Regions from separate parts of the Nomascus leucogenys genome. Here region 1 is linked to region 2. The links are chromatin contacts, called in public Hi-C maps. All regions are on one chromosome and are shown on one strand. Each heading gives the region's core, a stretch centred on a gene start, on an enhancer-like site or on the middle of the called end of the contact. The rest is flanking DNA. Distances are from core to core; before and after follow the strand shown. Region 1 has its middle 25 kb from the start of PTGES. Region 2 overlaps PTGES (prostaglandin E synthase).

Region 1 (3,390 bases), core at 615-3,114, 40 kb before region 2:
GTCATGAGGGTGGGGCCCTCAAGATTGGATCAGTGCCCTTATAAAAAGAGACACCAGGGAACTTGCTTCCACTCTCTCTTGCCATGTGAGAAAGCATCTGGATGTTGGACTTCCCAGTCTCCACAAACGTAAGAAATAAATTCCTGTTGTTTAAGCACCTAATCTGTGGCAATTTATTTATTTATTTATTTATTTTAGAGCGAAGGTCTTGTTTCGTCACCTGGGCTGGAGTGCAGTGGCACCATCATGGCTCCCTGCAGCCTCAAACGGCTGGGCTCAGGGGATCCTCCTGCTTCAGCATCCCGAGTGGCTGGGACTATCACACCTGGCGATGGCATTTTATTATGGCAGCCTGAGCTGACTAAGGTAGACAACAGGAAAAGAAGCTTCCATGCACTCCTCTTTGGGGAGTCTGAACTTTCCAAGGCCTGCCTCCCTCGCCGGCAGGACGCTGGAACACGTTCAGTGATAGGCGCTCTGGGCCTGAGGCTGTGCATCCCATGTCCCAAGAGCCTCTCTGGTGTTAGAAAATGTTCTTTCTTTCCTTGTGATTAAGGAGAAATCTGCCTTCCTGGACCTCTCCACCCCTGGGGCCCGTCTCTACTACTCTACTATTTGGGTTTCTAGAACCCTCCCATCTCCTTTGGAGACATCCTCTTTCTTTTGTTTTCTTTTCTTTTCTTTCTTTATTTTTTTTTTTTGAGATGGAGTCTCACTGTCGCCCAGGCTGGAGTGCAGTGGCGTGATCTCGGCTCACTGCAGGCTCTGCCCCCCGGGGTTCATGCCATTCTCCTGCCTCAGCCTCCTGCGTAGCTGGGACTACGGTGCCCGCCACCTCGCCCGGCTAATTTTTTGTATTTTTAGTAGAGACGGGATTTCACCATATTAGCCAGGATGGTCTCGATCTCCTGACCTCGTGATCCGCCCGCCTCGGCCTCCCAAAGTGCTGGGATTACCGGCGTTAGCCACTGCGCCCGGCCCTTTTCTTTTTTTTGAGACAGATTCTCGCTCTGTCACCCAGGCTGGAGTGCAGTGGCACCATCTCAGCTCACTGCAACCTCCGCCTCCCAGGTTCAAGCGATTCTCCTGCCTCAGCCTCCTGAGTAGCTGGGATTACAGGTGCCGGCCACCACGCCCAGCTAATTTTTTGTATTTTTAGTACAGACGGGGTTTCACCATGTTGTCCAAGCTGGTCTTGAACTCCTGACCTCATTGATCCTCCCGTCTAGGCCTCCCGAAGTGCTGGGATTACAGGCGTGAGCCACTGCGCCCAGCCTCAGCCTTTCTCCTAATCATCACCTTGCCCGGGGTGGGTCCTAACTGCTGGGAGCCCCCAAGCCTCATCTTAACAAGCTAGAGCCATAGCCCAGATGAGGGGATGGGGGAATGACAGGAAGTCACCGGGCCATGGTTGCAAAGGTGGCGAATGGCAGAGGAGCTGGGACACACCCACAGGGTGTCTGACTGTGATTTTAACTGCTCTTCCACACCTCTGTGAATGAATGAATGAATGAATAACACATGTTCTACTACCAGACTTCGTTTTTCAGAAATAGAGCAACCCTTTGGAAAAATCATAGGTCCCGTCACTAACAAGTTGAATTTAGTTATCAAGTCACTTTCTTGGTTAGAGAAGAGGAAAGGGGAGGAGATGGGAAGAGGAAGAGGAGGAGGGAGGATGAAGAAGCTCTGACAGGACCCAGTAGTGCAGGGCAGAGGGTGTCTCCGGAGGAAGTTTCCCTTCACTGTGGCAATTTCCTGAGGTTTGGTCTTGGCCTCTCGCAGCAAACAGGGTCTTCATCTGCCCAGCATCTGAACCCTAACCGCAGAGGGTTGAGAGACAGAGGAGGGGGCCCCCACAGGGCCTGTGGTTTGAGTGAGGAAAGCAATTGTGTAAAAGCGGAGAGCCTTTCCACAGCCCAGGGCCAGTCCCTGCCTGAGTCATGCTTGAGACAGAGGGAGGAGCAGGCAGGATCCTGGAGCCCCCTGGATTTCAAGCTGGCCGCGGCCTCCCGAGTGACGTCACTGTGGTCATTGCCTGATGAGCTCAGGCAGAGGCGCCTGGGGACGGGGTAAGTGGTGAGAGGGAGGGCCACGGCTGTCTCGGGTGAACCCCAGGCTCCGGTTGGAGACTCTGCTGTGGCAAGAGGTCCACCCCACCCCCGGGCGCCATCTGGGGACGCTCCGGCATCCCATTCCAATGGCTCTTCTGCCAGGGCCTCACCCTGGCTCTTGGTCTCGGGCCTGCTGTGTTTGCCTGCCTAGGTGTGCGGGTCAATCTGTGCAGAGCTAGGGAGCAAGTGATCACTGGGAGCAAAGACAGCTGTCAGCCAGGAGGGAGAAGCATTTCTTCCCGCTAGGATCACGGCCAATTCAGAGGCCCTAGACCATGCTGTCCCCAGAACCTGGGTGCATTGCTGATGACGAGATCCCAGCCGGGGGTCAGGCCTCCCAGGACTGTCAAGCTGCGCTGCTTGGGTCCCTGGCTCCAGGGGTGGGGGTGGGGCTGAATGGCAAGGGACATGGCTGGTCCGTTCCAGGCTCCAGCGTCAGAACCCTTTGGGAATAAGATTACCCAGCCCTGTGCTCTGGGCTGAGCAATCAACTCTAGTGCACACACTCCTTTACTGTGGTTCTGAGATAGTTAATTGGAATCTGGATACTCTGGGTAAAGTCAGAACATCCAACTGGGCCCAGCATGGGAGATCAGCTTGATGAGTCTCCCGCACCCTACTCTGGGCATCAGCAGAGTCAGTTCTCTGAAGAGTCATTTTCACATATATCACATAGATAGAGAGGTAGGCAGGTTGGTAGGTAGGTAGATAGGTCAATAGGTAGGTAGGTAGGTAGACATAGGGATCTATCTATCTATCTATCTATCTATTATCTATCTATCTATCTATCAATCATCTATCTATCATCTATCTTACTGTAGTTTAACACAGACATTTGTTGAGTCATGTCACTCCTCTGAACCTCAATTTTCTCATCTCTAAAATGGGGATATTAGGCCAGGCGAGGTAGCTCACGCCTGTAATCCCAGCACTTTGGGAGGCCAAGGCAGGTGGATCACCTGAGGTCAGGAGTTCAAAACCAGCCCGGCCAACATGGTGAAACCCCGTCTCTACTAAAAAATACAAAAAAATTAGCCATGTGTGGTGGCACGCACCTGAAGTCCCAGCTACTCGGGAGGCTGAGGCAGGAGAATTGCTTGAGACTGGGAGGCAGAGGTTGCAGTGAGCCAAGATCACGCCATTGCACTCCAGCCTGGGTGACAGAGCAAGACTCCGCCTCTAAAAAATATAAAATCAAATAAAATAGAGATAATAATAGACCTATCTCCTAGGATTGCTACATGAGGACAATGAGCTGAGCTACATAAAGCACTGA
Region 2 (2,973 bases), core at 188-2,687:
AACTCGGTTCCAATCCCAGCTCCTCTACTCGTTGGCTCTGTAAAGCACTCAGCACCTCTGAGTCCCACTTTTCCTGCCTGGTGTCCAAGGGCTAGAGAGGAAGGCGGGGGAAAGTATGGCAGGAGTAGGGTCCTGGCAAGCCCTAGAGGTATGCTAAGAGAATCCTGGACCAGTAGCTCTGTGACTCCCAGCCCATGACGTGGCCTCACTGCCTCAGCTGCTTGCAAGCACAAGCTTGGAGCTGCCTTCTTCTGGACTCTGGGGTATCCATCTCCTTGACCTGGCCATGAATGGATTTGACTGTGTGATATGCCTGAAATGACCCCCAGTGGGTCAAAGCACCCCAGCTTCCATGACACTCTCAAAAGGGCCTATGGCCCCAAAGCTAACACCTGGCTGACCGCACCCCTCTTGTCTCCCCAGGGCCCACCGGAACGACATGGAGACCATCTACCCCTTCCTTTTCCTGGGCTTCGTCTATTCCTTTCTGGGTCCTAACCCTTTTGTCGCCTGGATGCACTTCCTGGTCTTCCTGCTGGGCCGTGTGGTACACACCGTGGCCTACCTGGGGAAGCTGCGGGCACCCATCCGCTCCGTGACCTACACCCTGGCCCAGCTCCCCTGTGCTTCCATGGCTTTGCAGATCCTCTGGGAAGCGGCCCGCCACCTGTGACCAGCAGCTGACGCCTCCTTAGCCACCAGACCATGGGCCAAGAGCCGCTGTGGCTGTACCTGGGGACTTGATGTTCCTTCCAGATTGTGGTGGACCCTGAGTCCTGGTTTCCTGGCAGCCTGCTGCACGTGTGGGTCTCTGGGCCCGGTGGGCCTGTGTGTGTGCCTGTATGTGTGTGTGTGTATGTGTGTGTATGTGTATGTGTGTGTGTGTGTGTGTGTGTGGTTTTTCCTAGACCCGTGACCTGACATGTGTGATTTTTAGTCATTAAATGGAAGTGTCTGACCAGCTCGGGCCAGCACCTCGTCTTCGGTTGCGCGTTCCCGGTGTTCCCTGCTGCCCAAGCTGGCCTGATGCTCCAGTGCACTGGGCGTTCTTGCCGGTGACTGTCTAGAGCCAGTTTGGCGGGACAGGATCTCTGGCGCAGACACCAACGCGCCCTGGCTGGGTGTTAATCACACAGCAAGCAGCAGCCTCCTGCCTCCCGTTGGGGCGGGTAAGGTGGCATCTGGCGAGGGGAGCCAGGAGCACCCAAATCCTGCCCCGACCAGGTTACCCCTCCCTGCGGGGCTGCCCCGCCCGCGGGCTGCCATTATCAGCTCAGTCAACGAGGACACAGAGACTCCGGGAGGCCAGCGCCCGGAAGTGCAGGGCCAGGTCTGAAAGGCGGGGCTGCCAGGCTCCCAAGGTTCCTGGGCGGAGCCCCTGTGCTTCACGGCCTCACTTTCCCTGAACGCCCCCTCCCAGCACCCCGAGGCCGGAGCCCCTCTGACGGATGGGACCTGCCGTGCCGGGGGTTCTCCGGCAGCGCAGGGACCCCAGGCCCCGCCAGAAAGTGCTGTGAGGCCCCGGGTCCCGTTCGGAGCTGAGAGAGGAAACACTGCCCCCTGGTGGTAAGGGGACGCCTCTGTTTTGGGCCGCGGCGGCTCTCGGGAGAGAAACGGGAAGGGCGCGATCCAGTATTGAGCACCTACTGTTTGCTAAGCGTTGGGCTGGGCATACTAGTTGGATTTTTTTCCAACTTATGTCTATAATGCAAGCACTTTGGGAGGCCGAGGTGGGAAGATCTGAGCCCAGGGGTTTGAGACTAGCCTGGGCAACAGAGCCAGATCCCCTTTCTACCAAAAAAAAAAAGAAAAAAAAAAAAAAGAATTAGCCAGGTGTAATGGTGCCTGCCTGTGGTCCCAGCTACTCAGGAGGCTGAGGCGGGAGGATCGCTTGAGCCTGGGAGGTTAAGGCTGCAGTGAGCTGAGATCCCACCACTGCACTCCAGCCCGGGCAACAGAGGGAAACTGTCTCAAAAAAAAAAAAAAAAAAAAAAATCCCCAAAACAATCCGAGGCGGGAGGGATTTCTGCTTTTTAGATGAGGAAGATGAGGCTTTTTAGATGAGAGAGGCGAGGTTCATAGGAAGGAGGCTTGTGGGGGGGTCCCCTCACAGGGGAGAGGTGACTTGCCCGCTGTCCCTGGGCTGGGACACTCTAAGGCCAGAGGGAGGACAGACCCCAGGGCAGGGCCCATCCAGGAGGCGAACCCAGTGTGCATTTTTGTTGTGGTTGTTGTTGTTGTTTTAGATGGAGTCTCACTCTGTCACCCAGGCTGGAGTGCAATGGCGCCATCTCGGCTCACTGCAACCTCTGCTTCCCAGGTTCAAACGATTCTCCTGCCTCCACCTCCCAAGTAGCTGGGGTTACAGGCATGCGCCACCACACCCGGCTACTTTTTGTATTTTTAGTAGAGTCAGGGGTTTCACCATGTTGGCCAGGCTGGTCTCAAACTCCTAACCTCAAGTGATCTGCCTGCCTCAGCCTCCCAAAGTGCTGGGATTACAGGCGTAAGCCACCGTGCCTGGCCACAGCAGTGTGCATTTTTATATTTATATTTCCCTTCCTGGGGAAAGAGGGGCTCTATGGGCAAAATAACCTGCTGGGAACCCATGGGACCCAGGTGAGCAGGGGCATCGGATGCCCATGGCAATACTGTGAACCTGGGGCGTGGGTGAAGGAGGCGGCCCCCGCCACACTGGAGCTGCAGAGACCACGAGACCTTGAGGTCCCCTCCCCGGCACCACCCCTGTTCTGTCGGTTTGCGAGTGCCTCCTCAGGGTGGGGTGGTGCCCGCCGCTGGGGTGGCAACCTTATCCTGCTCCCCGCCCCATGCAGTTCTAGCCTGGGGTGGGCAGGCTCCGCAGGACACCTGATGGAGGCAGATGGGGCCTTTTCACCCCTGCTGGGGAGCAGCTGCCTGGTGAGGGGGCAACTCACCTGCGTTGCGGGGTGAAAGACCCGTTTCAAGGGGACT

Evidence for each region. A called contact is a pair of places that touch in the nucleus more often than the background predicts.
Region 1: a contact with region 2 is called in a Hi-C map of a lymphoblastoid cell line, with 2.9 times the contacts expected there. The contact joins two enhancer-like sites. A contact is called at or near these places in 2 of 4 Hi-C or Micro-C datasets (a lymphoblastoid cell line and an unstated tissue).

What each region holds. Positions count from the first base shown.
Region 1 is chr8:105,901,420-105,904,809 of Asia_NLE_v1, reverse strand. No RefSeq gene overlaps it. Among named protein-coding and RNA genes, the nearest start is that of PTGES, 25 kb to the right of the region's middle. Within about 2 kb of position 1,864, the one cell type or tissue checked has an H3K27ac peak away from gene starts, as active enhancers do. A contact at or near this core is called in a lymphoblastoid cell line, where this site is marked.
Region 2 is chr8:105,861,720-105,864,692 of Asia_NLE_v1, reverse strand. It overlaps PTGES (prostaglandin E synthase), which reads left to right. Exons shown (of 4, transcript XM_003264236.4): 4 at 424-979. The coding sequence ends at 673. Among named protein-coding and RNA genes, the nearest start is that of PTGES, 15 kb to the left of the region's middle. Within about 2 kb of position 1,437, the one cell type or tissue checked has an H3K27ac peak away from gene starts, as active enhancers do. A contact at or near this core is called in a lymphoblastoid cell line, where this site is marked.